Linked DNA regions of Mus musculus: region 2 is linked to region 1. A link is a contact called in public HiChIP or PLAC-seq data. All regions are on one chromosome and are shown on one strand. The core of a region is the stretch at or near the end of the contact, and the rest is flanking DNA. Distances in the headings are between cores, read along the strand shown. Region 1 has its middle 55 kb from the start of Snx4. Region 2 overlaps Slc12a8 (solute carrier family 12 (potassium/chloride transporters), member 8).

Region 1 (6,956 bases), core at 2,420-4,919:
TTCCAGGATCTTTGAAGCCTAGATGTTAAGTACAGTACCTACTTGCATCTATAATTTAGCTATTCAGGAGACACTGAGCGGAAGGATCATTTGAGTCTGTGAATTCCTGACCAACGTAGACAACATGGTTAGACCTCCCACCATGCCCCCCCCCCCAATCAAACAGAAAGCCTTAAGTAGTTAAGACTAGAGGGAAATGACTCCTAGTCAATTGGCCTGTGTAGCTCCCCCAAGAGCCTGTGGCTGCCACTTCCATTGCCTTTCCAACAGCCTGGGAGGCTGAGCTGAGACTGGCCAAGGTTACTGTGAGGCGGGTATGGGAAGGACTCAAGGAAACAGGTGACTAAGTGCAGCCGGGATGAACGTTGCTGCTCAGTTACCCAGGCAGTTACGGTTACGATAACTCTCCAGTTCCTTCCTAAACATGAGCTGGTATATGACACCCTGGCCTGTGAGCTGGAGGCCAGTGACCTCTTACCGGTGGCTTTAGAGCAGTTGTCCTACATGAGCTAGGCCCCAAACAGCAGGCTTCCTAGTACCCCCATTAGGAACTGGAGGGACCTCAGGAATCGCCCATATCCGCCTGACCCTGGAGCCCTGGGCAGCTCAGGTTCAGTTTGCGATGGACACCAGCCCAGGAGTAACTGAAGCCCCCTGTCCTCTGGGAGAGGTGGAAACTGAAGCTCTTGGGGGAGCACCTGTGTATCCATGACAGGGACACTGCCTGAACGAAGGCTGGCTAAGGAAGCAGCAAAGGGCACACCTGGGAGGCAGTGTGCAGACCTCAGGCCTAACTTATGTGATCATAACAAAAATTCTAGATAGGGGAAGGTATGGGTGTGATCTCAGCACTCGGGAGATGGAGATGAGAGGATTGTTGTGAGTTTGAACTCATCTGGGTCTACACAACAAGTGACGGGCCACCTGGGGCCACTTAGCAATACCTGGGTCAGAAAAGCAGAACAGCTCTGGGGACTGGGAAGCCTAAGATGGAGAGGCTGTATCTGCCATCTTGATGAGTCAGCACATGGTAGAAGACAGACTACAGAGGAAGAGGGGAATCGGAAGTGGAGGGGACCCTTCCTTATGTAGAGTATGAATTCATCCTGGGCTAGATGCAGCCTGTCTCAAAAAACGGATGGGTGGCTGGGTGGGCGGCCAGGCAGGTGGGTAGGAGGATAGCATAAGAGACTGGGTGACTAAAAGCCTTTCCATAATCAACATTAACCAATTCCTGGCCCAACGCCTCTTTTTGTTTGTTTTGAAATAGGGTCTTTCTGTGCAGCCCAGGCTGGCCTCAAACCCAGAGATTCTCCTGATTGTGCCTCCGGAGTGCTGAGGGTACAGGTTTGTATGCATCACCACTTCCGGCCCAACCACCTTTTAACACTGTTGCATTGGGGGTTAACATCCAAGCACACAAACTTGGGGCACCACAGCATCGGCTTCTCATTGCTTCAGGCTTTTGGAAAGGCCACTTCGATTGCCTGACTTGGCTCAGCTTCGGTCCCCTCCTGTGCCTAGACGTACGGTCTCCCCCATTACCTCCTCTGGGAGAGCTTCCCTATGCTTCTGTTCAGAAACACCATGGCCTGAAACTGCTGAAGCTCCCCTGGAGAGGACGCAGCCTGAAGTGCTTGAAATGGCTGGCTTGTAAGTATGGAAAGAGCTCAGAGGATCAAATCCTGGTATGCATTAAGGATAGCTATAGGGACCAGGGGTCAGTGCACCCTGTGGGCCACTATGGAAGCCTCTAAACTGGAGTCCAAGTATTTTCCTTATTGTAATCTGTTTTGTTCTCCCTCATCTATCAAGTATAGTGTAGATGTGTCAGAATCTCCCGCATCATTAGATGTGGTGCACATCTGTCATATTAGGAGTTAGGGGGCTGGAATAGAAGGATCAGCAAGCAATTTGAGTCCAGCCTGGGCTACACTGTGGGACTCTGTCTCAACAAATAGTGCTTCTCTTCTACAGCAACACCCAGCTGCCTAATTTCTCGTTTTCTTTTCTCCATTTTAACCTACCTTAAAGGTATATGTCCTTTGCTTTCTGTTGCTGTGATACAAGCATCTTGGGAATAATAGGTTTATTTGGCTTACAGGTGTCAATCCATCAAGGGAGCTCAAGGTAGGAACTGAAGTGGAGACCATGGAGGAACACTGGCTTTCCCACAGGAGCACTTCAGCTGACATTTCTTATACAGCCCAGGCTGCTACCCAGAGAAGGCACCGCTCACAATGGGCTGGGCCTTCCCGCATCAATTAGCAGTCAAGACAATGCTCCCAAAACATATCCATACGCCAGTCTGATGGAGGCAGTTCTTGAACTGGGGTTTCCGCCTCCCTGGCATGTCCAGTTGGCAACCATAGCCATGCTCCCTCCCTGAATCTTGGTCAGTGAACTCTGGGGTTCACCGGTTACTTCCTCCTCAGTGATGGGATGGGATCCTCAGTGTGCCCAGCTTTTGGGGTGGATTCTTTGGCCCTTGTGTCTGTGTGGCAAGCGCATTAGCGACAACTACCTCTGCACCCCTTATTTTTGTCAGCATCTTGTGTAGCCCAGGTTAGCAAACTCCAAGTCTTCCCATCTCAGCCTTCAAGTTTACAAGCATTACAGATGTGTGCCACCATGCTCAATTCATTTATAGATTTATAAAATTGGAATCTTCAGCTGTCTTCTGCTGAGTCATTCATTCTTAAAATCTTGCAGTGTTTTTGACTTAGTGCCCCCTTGTGCCGCCATCCAGGCAGCCCTCTCCCAGTCCTTGGGCTCCTGGCTGACTTTCTCTTTATTTGTTAAATATCACTTGCTAGATTTACCCACACCCCTCCTGATCGGGCTCTCTCTCTCACCTCTGGTCCACAGTGCCTGACCAACGTAGACTTAGGTTGTGCCTGACAATGTAGTGCCTGTCTGTAATATCACTGGGGTCAGTGACAGAAACCATGAGACCAGGAATCTATAAAAAAACATCTGGGAGGGGCTGGAGAGATGGCTCGACAGTAAAGAGCACTGGTTGCTCTTCCAGAGGACATGAGTTCAACTCTGAGCACCCATGTGGCAGCTTATAACTGTCTATAACTCCAGTTCCAGAAGATCTGACACCCTTATGCCAACATACATGCACATAAAACACCAATGCACATTAAATAAACAGACTAATAATAATACTTAATAATAATAAACAGTTGGAAACCACTCCGTGAGAGCAAGTTCTCCACCAAGACATTGAATAATTACAGGACACTAGGCATTTGATGGTCATTGGTTCTTTTGATTGTGACAATCTCCTGCCCCCATATAGAGAACTTTCTATTTTAGTATGTAGAAATTAGAATTTAGAGTAAACCTCGGTCAGGCTGGCTACCTCACTTATAGGCAGTCCCTGAACTCTAGCCCAGGGAAGGAACTCTGGTGGCTGTCCCATATGGCCAGCCCTGCACTCTAGGAGTGTGCCACTAGGTGGCAGCAAAGCTAACGGACCCAGGAGAAACCTCTGGTTGAAACTGGTTTTTGTTTTATAAAAGTAGCACGGACTTTTATTGATGTGACTAAAACTAGATTATTCAACAAAATAAACATTAACCAAGCAGGCACAGTCCATGTGGTAAAAGGGCAATAAAGTAAACAGACCTTTAAACTTGGACCTTTCTACCTACATTTTGGCAATGTAATTACTCAGAGGAGACTGTCTTCTGGGGACTCACCAGGCTTGGATGATACCTCACTGTCCTACGCAGTGAAGCCTTTTGAGGGGGAGTTGAGCTTGCCTGTCCTCTAAGGAGGGCTTCCAGGGAGAATCCAGGTGCTCTACCACTGAGCCACACATCCTAACCCAGTCCTTCTGAGAATAGGATTTGTCATGTTGTCCAGGCTGGGAATATACCCGAATGCCTCCAAAAACTATTTCAAAAAGAGAAATACACACTCCACTTGGGAGAATGAAGAGATGAGAAGTTTTCACACTTTTAGATTAGAAAGATGGTATAGTATGTCCTTGTGTTTTTGTCTTGGATATTTTTGTTGTTGTTATTTTATTGGGTTCTTATACCTACCACACTTCCAGTCCTTATTCCACCTTAATGCCTTCCATCCTCCCACCGCAACACTAGGTAAGAAAGAGGTTTAGAAGGGAAAGGTATAGACCTCTTTATACTACTTCCTGCTGACTAGGGGCATTGGGTTCCGTGGCAAATCCAATCTCTATCTTCAGGACATCTCCAACCAGCAATCCAGCAATAGCAAGTGCAGCAGAGCCCAGGAGGAAGCAGGAGGAACCAGAAGCAGCCTCCACACGCGTGCTCAGGGCTCTCGCATTTATACCCTCTCAAGAGTCGCCAGAATTCCAAATATAAACAATTTTTTAGCTGGCAAAGATCACACCCCTCCTAGAATATGAAAAAAAAATCACAGCAGCTGTGGACAAACTAAAGGAACCTCTATCCCACACCTGAGATTAAAACAAAAACATGCACATAGCATAACTGGGTTTTTTTTTTTTTTAAGAAACCAAGATTCACCATATATTCTTCAACACACACACATCATGAAGGACTTAAAAGGTTGTTTTTCTGCTTGCCTCTGCTGACAAAGCAGTTGGCACGGAGCCAGACCATACCCACTCAAGCCTCGAGGACAGGGTACTTGGGACTGGCACACAGACATCTCTCTTCACATGGTCAGCCTACGAGCAGCCCGGCCCCACACTCAGTGTTTTGCGGACAGAGATCTTTGAACTCACAGCATGGGTTGGTCACTGGCAGGTGCCGGTCTCATCGTGCTTGTCTGTCTACTCCACAGCCAGAGGAGAAGCTTCAGGCCCCAGACATCACTGTAAAGCTGGAGGCTGCTCCTCCCTGCAGCTGCCAGCACAAGTCAAATATGGCCTAGTGGTCCACAAGTGCCAGTCGCTCGGCTGGCATCAGCTCTCCCCTGAGCCATGGCCACCCCTGCTCTCTTCACATCCTAGTCCAGAACCTGACAGTCTGGGGATGGTGGCCCATGCCTCTGATACCAGCCCCTGAGAAGCTGAACAAGAGAGGCTATGTGACTTTGAGGCCATCCTGAACTACGTAGTACCAGGCTAACCCAGGCAACAACATCACAAGAGCCATGCATTTTCTGTGTTCCTAGCAGGGCCTCTCATTTCCTTGAGAAAGCAACCCCATTTCCCCAGAAGTTGTGAGAAAGCTTGAGGCCAGAGAGGGAAAGTGACTTTGCTATGTTTACACACAGGTCTTCCTCATATGATAACCAGTCCCTGTTAGAATGGGAGGAAGGGTCAGGGAAGGGCAGGCCAGTGAGGTTTGTGTCTGGAACTGGGCTCAGGCTGAGCCTGCTGGTGGTGAAGGCTAGAGAAGAGAGGAGCAGAGGCTCATGGGAGACTGCGTTTTCATTTTTGATGGGAGCTTCCCTCATGAGCCGTGCAATTAGGCACTCAATGAATCTGAAACATTGCCTTTTTGAGGATTTCGAAGGAAATATCCCATCCTGGCTGCTTAGAAACTCAAACCAGAACCAGAAGGCTGGGGGCTGTTGGAGTCCATTGATTTGCCTCGTGAGTTGACATTAATTTGTAGATTCCCCATTTGGGGCCCTAACTAGGCATAAAATGAAATTAACTAATTAGTACAAATGTCTGCAAGTGCTAACAGAACAATTACATGAGGAGGGAGTGGGGAGAGGGAAGGGGACTTGACAATTGAGTTCTTTTCCCAGTCAATGCTGAGCTGCAAAAAGCAGAAAACTAAGCTTGGCTACAAACAGCTTGGGGCCATCGTGCAGTCCTATGCATGCAGATGGGTCCACTCCCAGGTCACTCCACCTGCTCATCCTGACCTTGGTAAAACTTGAAATCTACTTGCTACAAAACCCTAGGCCCGTCTCTTTGCTTTATTCCCTGAACCCTGGAGCAGCTTAGAACATCTGGCTTCAAGGTGCTGGGTACCCATGAGCCCTGGGGGCCTGAACTCAGGCTGGAGTGTCTCAAGGTGGGGGAGGGGCACCATCTGGAAGCCCTTCATGGTAGGCCAGCTAAGAAGCAGCTAGAGAGTAGAGTTGTGTTTGAGAGGTGAGCTACTCCTTCCATTTTGCTATGTTTTGGATCTTTTAAAAAGAATTTATTTAACTGTGCAAGGTAGCGCATGCCTTTAATTCTTGCACTTGGGAGGCAGAGGCAAGTGGATCTCTGTGAGATCAAGGATAGCCTGGTCTACATAGACAATTTGGGATCAGCCAGTGCTACATAGTGAGACCATATCTTAAAAGAATATTTATCATCATCATCATCATTATTAGTGTGTGTGTGCGCGCACACACACACACCACCACCACCACCACCACCACACACATTCAAAGATCAAAGGACCACTGAGAGTCAGTTTCTTTTTCCACCATGTGGAGCCCAAGACAAGGATCCAACTTAGCTTGACAAGCTTGGTGGCAAGTGTCTTTATCCTCTGAGCCATCTTGTTAACCTATGCTTTGGTTATATGTAAGTACACTGTAGCTGTCTTCAGACACTCCAGAAGAGGGAGTCAGATCTTGTTACAGATGGTTGTGAGCCACCATGTGGTTGCTAGGATTTGAACTCCGGACCTTCGGAAGAGCAGTCGGGTGCTCTTACCCACTGAGCCATCTCACCAGCCCTATGCTTTGCTTTTAATACTTAGTTGCCAGCCATGGCACTCACTATGGGAAGGTGGTTGAACCTTTAAGAGGTGGAGCCTAGCAGAAGGAAGTCAGGTGATGGATGTTCACCCTTAAAGGGAATGCTGGGACACTAGCCCCCCCCCCCCCACCCTTCCTGGCTGCCCAGAAACAGGGAAACAGCTCTCCTCTGGTTCATACTCTCCCCTGTGCTGTACTGCCTGACCAACAGGCTCAAAGGGGTGGAGCCAAACCACAATGACCTGAATCCACGTATCAAAGCAAACCTTTTCTTCTGCTAACTT
Region 2 (7,607 bases), core at 5,042-7,541, 300 kb after region 1:
ACTGACTCTGAGTGAGACTGAGGGTTTTTGTTTTCTGCATTACAATGGTTTTTCTCTATTCCTCTTTTATTTTATTTATAAGCTTTATTTTATCTCTTACTAACGTGTGTGTGGGGGAACCTGTCCACAGAGTGCGTGGGAGGTTAGGAGACAACTCCATGGAATCAATTCTCTTCTCCCACCTCTCTGGGGGTTTTGGAGATCAGACTCGGGTCATCATGGCTGTGCAGCAAGCTCCCTCACCCACTGAGCCTTCTTGCCTCCCTCTTGAGTGTCATGTAGCTATAGCCTGACTTTTGTGTCACTAAAGTATAGAATACCCATGTTCTGCATGCAGTTATAGTATTCTCTCTGTCTCCAGTTTTAAAGGTTAAAAAAGACCAGGGGACGTGTAGGTGCCTGTGACTCTATGTGGGTTGCTTGCTGAAGAACGAATTAATGGCTGGAATTTTGTATTGCCTCATGCCAAACATGGTCTCTCTCACCTCCCATTGGTTAAGATCATGTCACATCTTAGCTCCTATATTTAGACCTTAGCTCTTTTATTCACCTTTTCCTGCATTTTCAATAACCTTTCTCTTTCTTGCAGTGAATCAAGCATCCAACACACCCCTTAATGTCATTGTGTGTCCACTATCATCCATATTGCTTCTTCCATTCCTACCCAGGGCCTCTGACCTTATGTTTCTGTCTCTGCTCCCCTCTCTGTTATCAACTTATTCATTTCAGCCTGAGTCACCACCACCGCCTTTTTCCTTTGCGACCGACATTTTCGTTTTGTGGTTGTGCATCTTTCAAGGCTTTCTCCGAAACAGTATGGACAGTCGAAGTTTCCGAGCTCTTGCTAGCCTAACTTTACTTTCATTCAACTGGTAAGCTGGCTAAGATTCTCCTTTAAAAACAATTGTCCCTACAAATTTCAGAATTAGCGTCTTTAGCATTCAGTGTGGTTGAGGAGACCTGATGGTGGTCTGCCGTTTGTTCTCCTGTTGGTGTCCAGTGTTTAATCCTTGGCAGCACTTGGGTTTCTCTTGAAATGGCACAGAGATGTACTTAGGTGTGGACCCCACCCATTCTGTGTGATGGAACATAGTAGGAATAAAGAAAGACAAAAGTCTTTGTCAGTTTGGGGAAACTTCTGTTCCCTGGAACTTTCTTTTATCTTCTATTTTCTCTATTTCTGTTATCTCTCTGGTCTCTGGCTGCTACAGTTTTCTCTCTGATTTCCCAAACTTTCCTACCCTTTTATATTTTTACCCTACATGATTAGGAACACACTCAATTTTATTTTTCAGATCCATAGCATTTAAACTTATCATTCCATTTATTTGTTTGTTTATTGTGTGTCCCACTACGTGGGTCTTGGGATTCACACTTGGCGGCAAATGCCTTTACCCACAGAACCATCTCACTAGCCCAGTTCTATGGCATTTTTTACTTTAAGGGTCACATTTTTATTCCAATTATTTTTTCCTGTTGGATTTTTTCCTCAGCATTTTATTCTGCTGGAAGAGTATTCATTCCTCTTAGAAGCAACTTATTAGTAATTTATTTTCCAAGATTCTCTCAGCCATGGTCTGGGTTTCTTCTATCGGGGTTGCTTCACACTTATTTGTGTGGTTTTGTTTGTTTGTTTGTTTATTGGTTGTGGTTCTCAGCACCCATCTGGTATGTTCTGGTCGTTGTGTGGGTTCTAGGCTCCAGGCCCTCCAGTAGTGTTTTCCTGCTGGATGGGAGGGTAAGTGGACACATCTGCGTGCCCACCTGATCCGTGGACAGGGCTTCCTCTGAGGTGAAGCATCCGGGCTGCCTCAGGCCACACACTGAGGAGACTCCTTAGGAGCCTCCCAATGCTGCCCTTTCTGGCCCTGATGTTTTCCGTAATCTCTGTGTCCCAAACGGGAGACGTTTTAGTCTTGGAGTAGATGCATTCTCTCTGCATATAGACGTGTATTAACCCCACCACCACCCTTTTAATCATTCCTTTAAGAAAAGAAGGAATGAGTCGAAAGAAAATATGCCTGCCAGGCTGTTTTCCACTTTATTTTTCCCATATTGGAAAATTGTTTTGAATTTACATGTAGCTCTAAAGTTGACAGCGTTGGCCTAGAATCACGGGGGCCCGGGTTGGAACATCGGTCCAGCATACAGTGAGTGCAGTGGTACAAGCCCGTAATCACTGCACTTGGAAGGTACATTCAGGAGATCAGTAGTTTGACGTCACCCTTTGTTACATAGAGTTCAAGGTGAGCTCTGTCAGAAAGAAACAAACAAATAAAAAAAAAAAGTGATCACTGCAAAATGCTGGGGGATTATAAACAACAAAAACTGAAGAAAAAAAAATCTGTTCTTCAGTCCTGCAGAAATAATATAACATTTGTCGCCTTCCCTAGCTCCTCTTGAGTATGTAGTCATGTGTGTTAGTGTGTGTGTGGGGGGTCATGTATGTGAAGGCCAGATGTGTCTTCTCCTCTGTCGTTCACCATCTTGTTTTCTTTCTGAGACCAGGTTTCCTTGAACCTGGAGCTTGTCAACTCAGCTAGACTGGCTAGGCACGGACCCCAGGGCTGGGATTATAGGTGTATGCTACCGTTCCCTGTTTGTCTGGGTGCTGGGGGCTCAAACTCAGGTCCTACTCTATGTGTGGCAAGTACTTGATGGACTGAGGTCCTTCCCCACCCTCTTTCTGTGTCTCTATCCCTCTTCTTCTCCTTTCCCCTTCCCACCTCAGCTAGCAAGGGCAATATGCCATATGTTCTGTTTCTGCTGAGTCTCTTTAAACAATGGCTTCAGCTACCTTTTTGTGTCACAGCACAGCCCACACTGTCTCTGAGGCTTGGTACTAACTGACAGGCACACCACCATCCTCTCTTACTGACAGACACCACCATCCTCTTACTGACAGGCATATATACCATCATCTACTAGTTTCAGACATGAAATGGTTTGTAATTTTTGCTATTCCAAACAAGTACTTATAAACATCGTTGGTTATGTCTTTATTCATACCTGTTCTAGTTTGCTTTTCTGTTGCTGTGATAAAACCTTTTGACCAAAAGAAAATCAGAGTAGGATAGGGCTGGTTCATTTGGTGTCTTTGCTGTGATGGACACCATGGCCAAAAAGCAAGCTGAGGAGGAAAGGGTCTAGTTGGCTTACACTTGCACATCACTGTTCATCATCAAAGGAAGTCAGGACAGGAACTCAAACAGGACAGGAAGCTGAGGCAGGAGCTGATGCAGAGGCCATGAAGGAGTACTGCTTACTGGCTTGCTCCCTATGGCTTGCTCATTAGGGTGCCCCCGCCCACAATGGGCTGGACCCTACCTCATCAATCACTAATTAGGAAAATGCACCATGACCTTGCCTACAACTTGATCTTATGGAGGCATTTTCTTACTTGAGGTTCCTTCCTCTTGGATCACTAGAGCTCATGTCAAGCTGACATAAAACTATCCAGTCCATTTGACTTATATTTCCCAGTAACAGTCCATCACTGAAGGAACTCAAGACAGGAACCTGGAGGGAGAAACTAAATCAGAGACCATGGAGGAATGCTGCTTACTGGCTTGCTTGTTAGCTTTGTCATAAGCTAGGCCCACTGGGTATAGGGATGGTGCCGCCCACAGTGGGCTGGGCCCTTTCACATCAGTCACCAATCAAGATCATTCCTCACAGACGTGTCCTCAGGCCAATCTGATTGAGACAATTCTTCAGTCGAGGTGGCTCTTACCAGGTGACTTCAGGTTGTGCCAGGATGGCAGTATAGACTGTCCAGCACAGTACCCTTGGCAGAATCACTAGGACGAAAATGTATGCAGATCCAAGTCTTGGCCCGGCATTCAGGGTTCTTTTGAAGTAGAACCCTGTGACTTTCTGGCTTCAAACTTCCCCTCGACTCGGCATCCCCTGGGTAAAGCCTGGCTCTGCAGTTTACTGGATGTGAGCCTTTAGGCTGCTTCAACCAACTTCTTTAGGAACTTTTCTATAGAATGAGAAAGTCATTCCACTTTTCGGATGTGGTTGTTTTAAGGGTTAAACAAAAATAAAATTCGCATGAAGCTCTTACCCAGCCCTGTAGGCTGAATGTAAGTCAATAGTAGTGGTATCAAACCCATGACATCCCTGAGTCCACTAAAATCTCCTTCAGGGACACTTCTGTCTTAGTTACTGCTGTGAACAGACACCATGACCAAGGCAACTCTTATAAAGAAAAACATTTCATTGGGGCTGCTTTACAGTTCAGAGGTTCAGTCCATTATCATCATGGCAGAAAGCATGGCAGGATGCAGGTAGACATGGTGCTGGAGGAGATGAGAGTTCTTCATCTTGATCCACAGGCAGCAGAAAGAGAACTATGAGCCACTGAGCCTGGGCTTGAACTTCTGAGACCTCAAAGCCCACCCTCACAGTGGCACACTTCCTTCAACAAGGCCATGCCTACTTTTAAGAAGGCCATACCTTTTAATAGTGGCACTCTCTATGGGCCTATGGAGGCCTGTGAGGGTCATTTTTATTCAAACCACTATGATGCTCCACATGAAACCATGTGTCCCTGCTGTGTCAGAGTTTCATGGCCACGTTCTCCATCACACCGAGTTGATTGAGCATACTTATGGGCTAGACTCTTACTCTACTTCAGAACACTTTGTTCTATTGAGTGTGTCTAGAGAGAAAGCATCTCCCTTCTCCTCAGCCATGCTATTGGTCCCTCACCAGGATGGATGAATTAATTTTCATTATCTTTTGGGAGGGTAGGGGATGGGTAGTTTCTTGAGGCAGGCTTCCTTTCACTCTGACTCTTTGGCTGTCCTGGAACTTGCCGTGTAGACTAGGCTGGCTTCAGACTCACAGAGATCCAAGTGCCTTTACCTTTCCAATGCTTCCACTGGGGTTCTTGGGACTTGAGGTAATACGGAAAAGATTTGCCAGAGTGTTCACCTCAGATTTTTGTCATTTGTAGCTCTGAACATGGCACCTGGTCCTGGCTGCTGGATGATACCTAACCCCAGAAGTGCTTGAACCCTCTGTGAATTAGTTGCTGAAGAACTCTGCAGGCCCTTTGATTCCCGCTGAGCCACTTGGGCACTGTCCCAGCTAAGCAAGCAGGCAGAGCTCAGAATGCCCCATCAGGACCTTTGTGTGGCTCTGATCACACCTCCCTCATCCTTAACACTTTCATGGAGTGATAAGATGCTTTTGTAGCAGGGAGGGGTTTCCTCCTCAGCGCACAATCCACAAAGGTCCCTTTCACATCCCTGTAGATGCCTCCCCAGTTGCCTAGGGAGATAGACAGGCGGCCAGCCTGCAGTCCTTCAAATGACAGCTTCTAGGAAAGAGCCTGGAGGAGAAGAAGGGACCACCCTGGGGAGAGCTCTTTGATTGACAGAGTACCCTGCCTCACTTCATCTCTTGTCTGGGTGTCTTTCAGGAGTCATGGCTGGCTTCAACATGGGAGGAGACCTGAGAGACCCTGCTGACAGTGTCCCCTTAGGCTCCCTAGCAGCTGTTGGCGTCTCGTAAGTTCCCCTCTTAGATTGGTCTGAGCTGGAGAATGGGAGAGAAAACCCAGGCAGAAGAGGGGGCTGCCCCTTTTGTTCTGAGAATGCCCTGGCTGTGACCAACCTATTTCGTATTCCAATCCTCCTTTTTACACTCGGTGGGCTGGAAAATTCACGTCTGGTGGGTTCTGATGCTGCCCTTTCACAGTCCTGCCTGAGAATGCTGTGGGAGGAGGGGGATCATGAATGCAAAATAATCCTTCCTTGCCCCACCCCCAACCACCCTGCCTCTTCTCCACCTTCTTTTGAACTTGGGGATTTTTTTTTTTTTTAATTCAGAGTTCCCAGGGTCATGGTGGGAACATGGGGATGAAGCATTGGGTAATCTCATAGACTAGCATCGGCATTCCATTTGTCAGCCTTCTGAGCTTCTATGAAAGGAGAGAGGGAGGGAGGGAGGGGAGAGAGAGGGAGAGAGAGAGAGAGAGAGAGAGAGAGAGAGAGAGAGAGAGAGAGAGAGAGGATGGGGATGTCTACATGTCATATGTGTACCGAATGAATGGAGGGAGATGCTACATGATGCAAGTAGCAGAAGCTCAGAGATGGGGCTCCCCCTCCCTCAGTTGCTGGTTTCTGGGGTTTTAGTTCCTATCACGCTGCTGTCACCTGACTAACAAGACCTTGAGTCTGGGTTTTTTGTTTTTTGTTTTTTTTCCTTCTAGAGTCTTCTGTTATTTCCCCTGTGTAGTAGGCAGGAGGGCACCTCTCTGCCTTCACTGAATAGGTGCGGAAATGCAGTGAGGTCATAGGCAGAAAGAACCCTGCCACGAGGAGCTGGCAGTGCCTGTGCTATTTTAATGACAGCACTTGAAAATGTTAAAATATCTGCCTGTGAATGCTTACTGACACAAGTCCCTTGCTGCCAGCCAGGCACAGGGCACCAGGCCGTGTGTATAAAAGAGGCAAGGACATTGTGAAGAGCATAAAACGATCAGGAAGAGCTGAGCATGAGAGAGGGGGAGAGAGGAGGTTCCACATGAGCACCTGTCCTGCTTTACACAGAGCTGGAAGTCAGAGGAGCCTTGTGTGTCATGGCCCAGCCGGGAATGGGCAGATCTCAGGGTCATGTGACTTAGTCAGCCACCCAGAACAGCTTGATGGCAGAGCCACTCTACAGCTTCACCTGTTAATTCTCCCCTCTGTGTCTTCATTTGCTTTCTGTTGCTGGACCTTGGGGAGGAAACAGTTAATCTCAGTATACATTCATCATGGCGGAAAGTCAGACTGGAGGCAGGAGCGGAAAGCAGAGATGATAGATGAAGGAATGCTGCTTACTGGCTTGCTCAGCTTGCTTTCTTACAGACCATCTGCCTAGGGATGGTACCACCCACAGTGGGCTGTACCCTCCGCTATCAATCCTTAATCAAGAAAATGCCGGCTATACTCACCTACGGGTCACAGGCCAATCTTACAGAGACATTTTCTCAGTTGAGGTTCCTTCTTTTCAGGTGATCCTAGCTTGTGCCAAGTTAACAAAAGCACTTAAGTACACTGTTGCCTGTGGTCTAGAGACCGGAGAGGTCCAACACATGACTGGGTAATTCTTCTACTGGAGGAAGATAGATGGACTGCAGGACAGCAGGTCAACCCTGGCCAAGTCCGGGAAGCTGGGCTTCCCATTTCCCCACTTCAATACCCTTTCTTAATATAAGATTAAAACCACTGCTACCTTGGTTTCTTTTGGCCAAGAAATACACTATAGAGTAGAAAGAGTACAAAATGCACCTTCCCAGGCTTCTCCATGGCTCCATGGCTGGCCTTCTTTCATGACTCAGGTTCCCATAGAAAACTGAGGCTTGGTGGGATTGGGGCTGGACAATATGGCAGCTCTTTCTCTTGGATTTTGCAGGTGGTTTCTCTACATCATCTTTGCCTTCCTGCTTGGTGCCGTCTGTACCCGAGAGGCCCTCCGCTCTGACTTCCTGATAGCTGAAAAGGTGGGTGCATCCTGTGCTGCCCAAAGGGCTTACTTGTTCCATGAACACCCAACACCCAACAGCCTCCTCTTGCAGCTCTGTCTGAGAATCTGTATTGCCTTCAGCCCAG

Evidence for each region. HiChIP or PLAC-seq counts read pairs in DNA pulled down with a chosen protein or histone mark.
Region 2: a contact with region 1 is called in an H3K27ac HiChIP or PLAC-seq map of regulatory T cells, with 5 times the contacts expected there. The contact joins two enhancer-like sites. A contact is called at or near these places in 11 of 484 Hi-C or Micro-C datasets (the G1E-ER4 cell line, bone marrow-derived macrophages and embryonic stem cells) and 1 of 115 datasets of contacts at active chromatin or transcription factors (regulatory T cells).

What each region holds. Positions count from the first base shown.
Region 1 is chr16:33,303,287-33,310,242 of GRCm38.p6, forward strand. No RefSeq gene overlaps it. Among named protein-coding and RNA genes, the nearest start is that of Snx4, 55 kb to the left of the region's middle. Within about 2 kb of position 3,670, at least 34 of the 459 cell types and tissues checked have an H3K27ac peak or open chromatin away from gene starts, as enhancers often do. A contact at or near this core is called in regulatory T cells, where this site is marked.
Region 2 is chr16:33,600,735-33,608,341 of GRCm38.p6, forward strand. Slc12a8 (solute carrier family 12 (potassium/chloride transporters), member 8) reads left to right here. Exons shown (of 13, transcript NM_134251.3): 6 at 5,432-5,519; 7 at 7,411-7,498. Among named protein-coding and RNA genes, the nearest start is that of Heg1, 80 kb to the right of the region's middle. Within about 2 kb of position 6,292, at least 69 of the 459 cell types and tissues checked have an H3K27ac peak or open chromatin away from gene starts, as enhancers often do. A contact at or near this core is called in regulatory T cells, where this site is marked.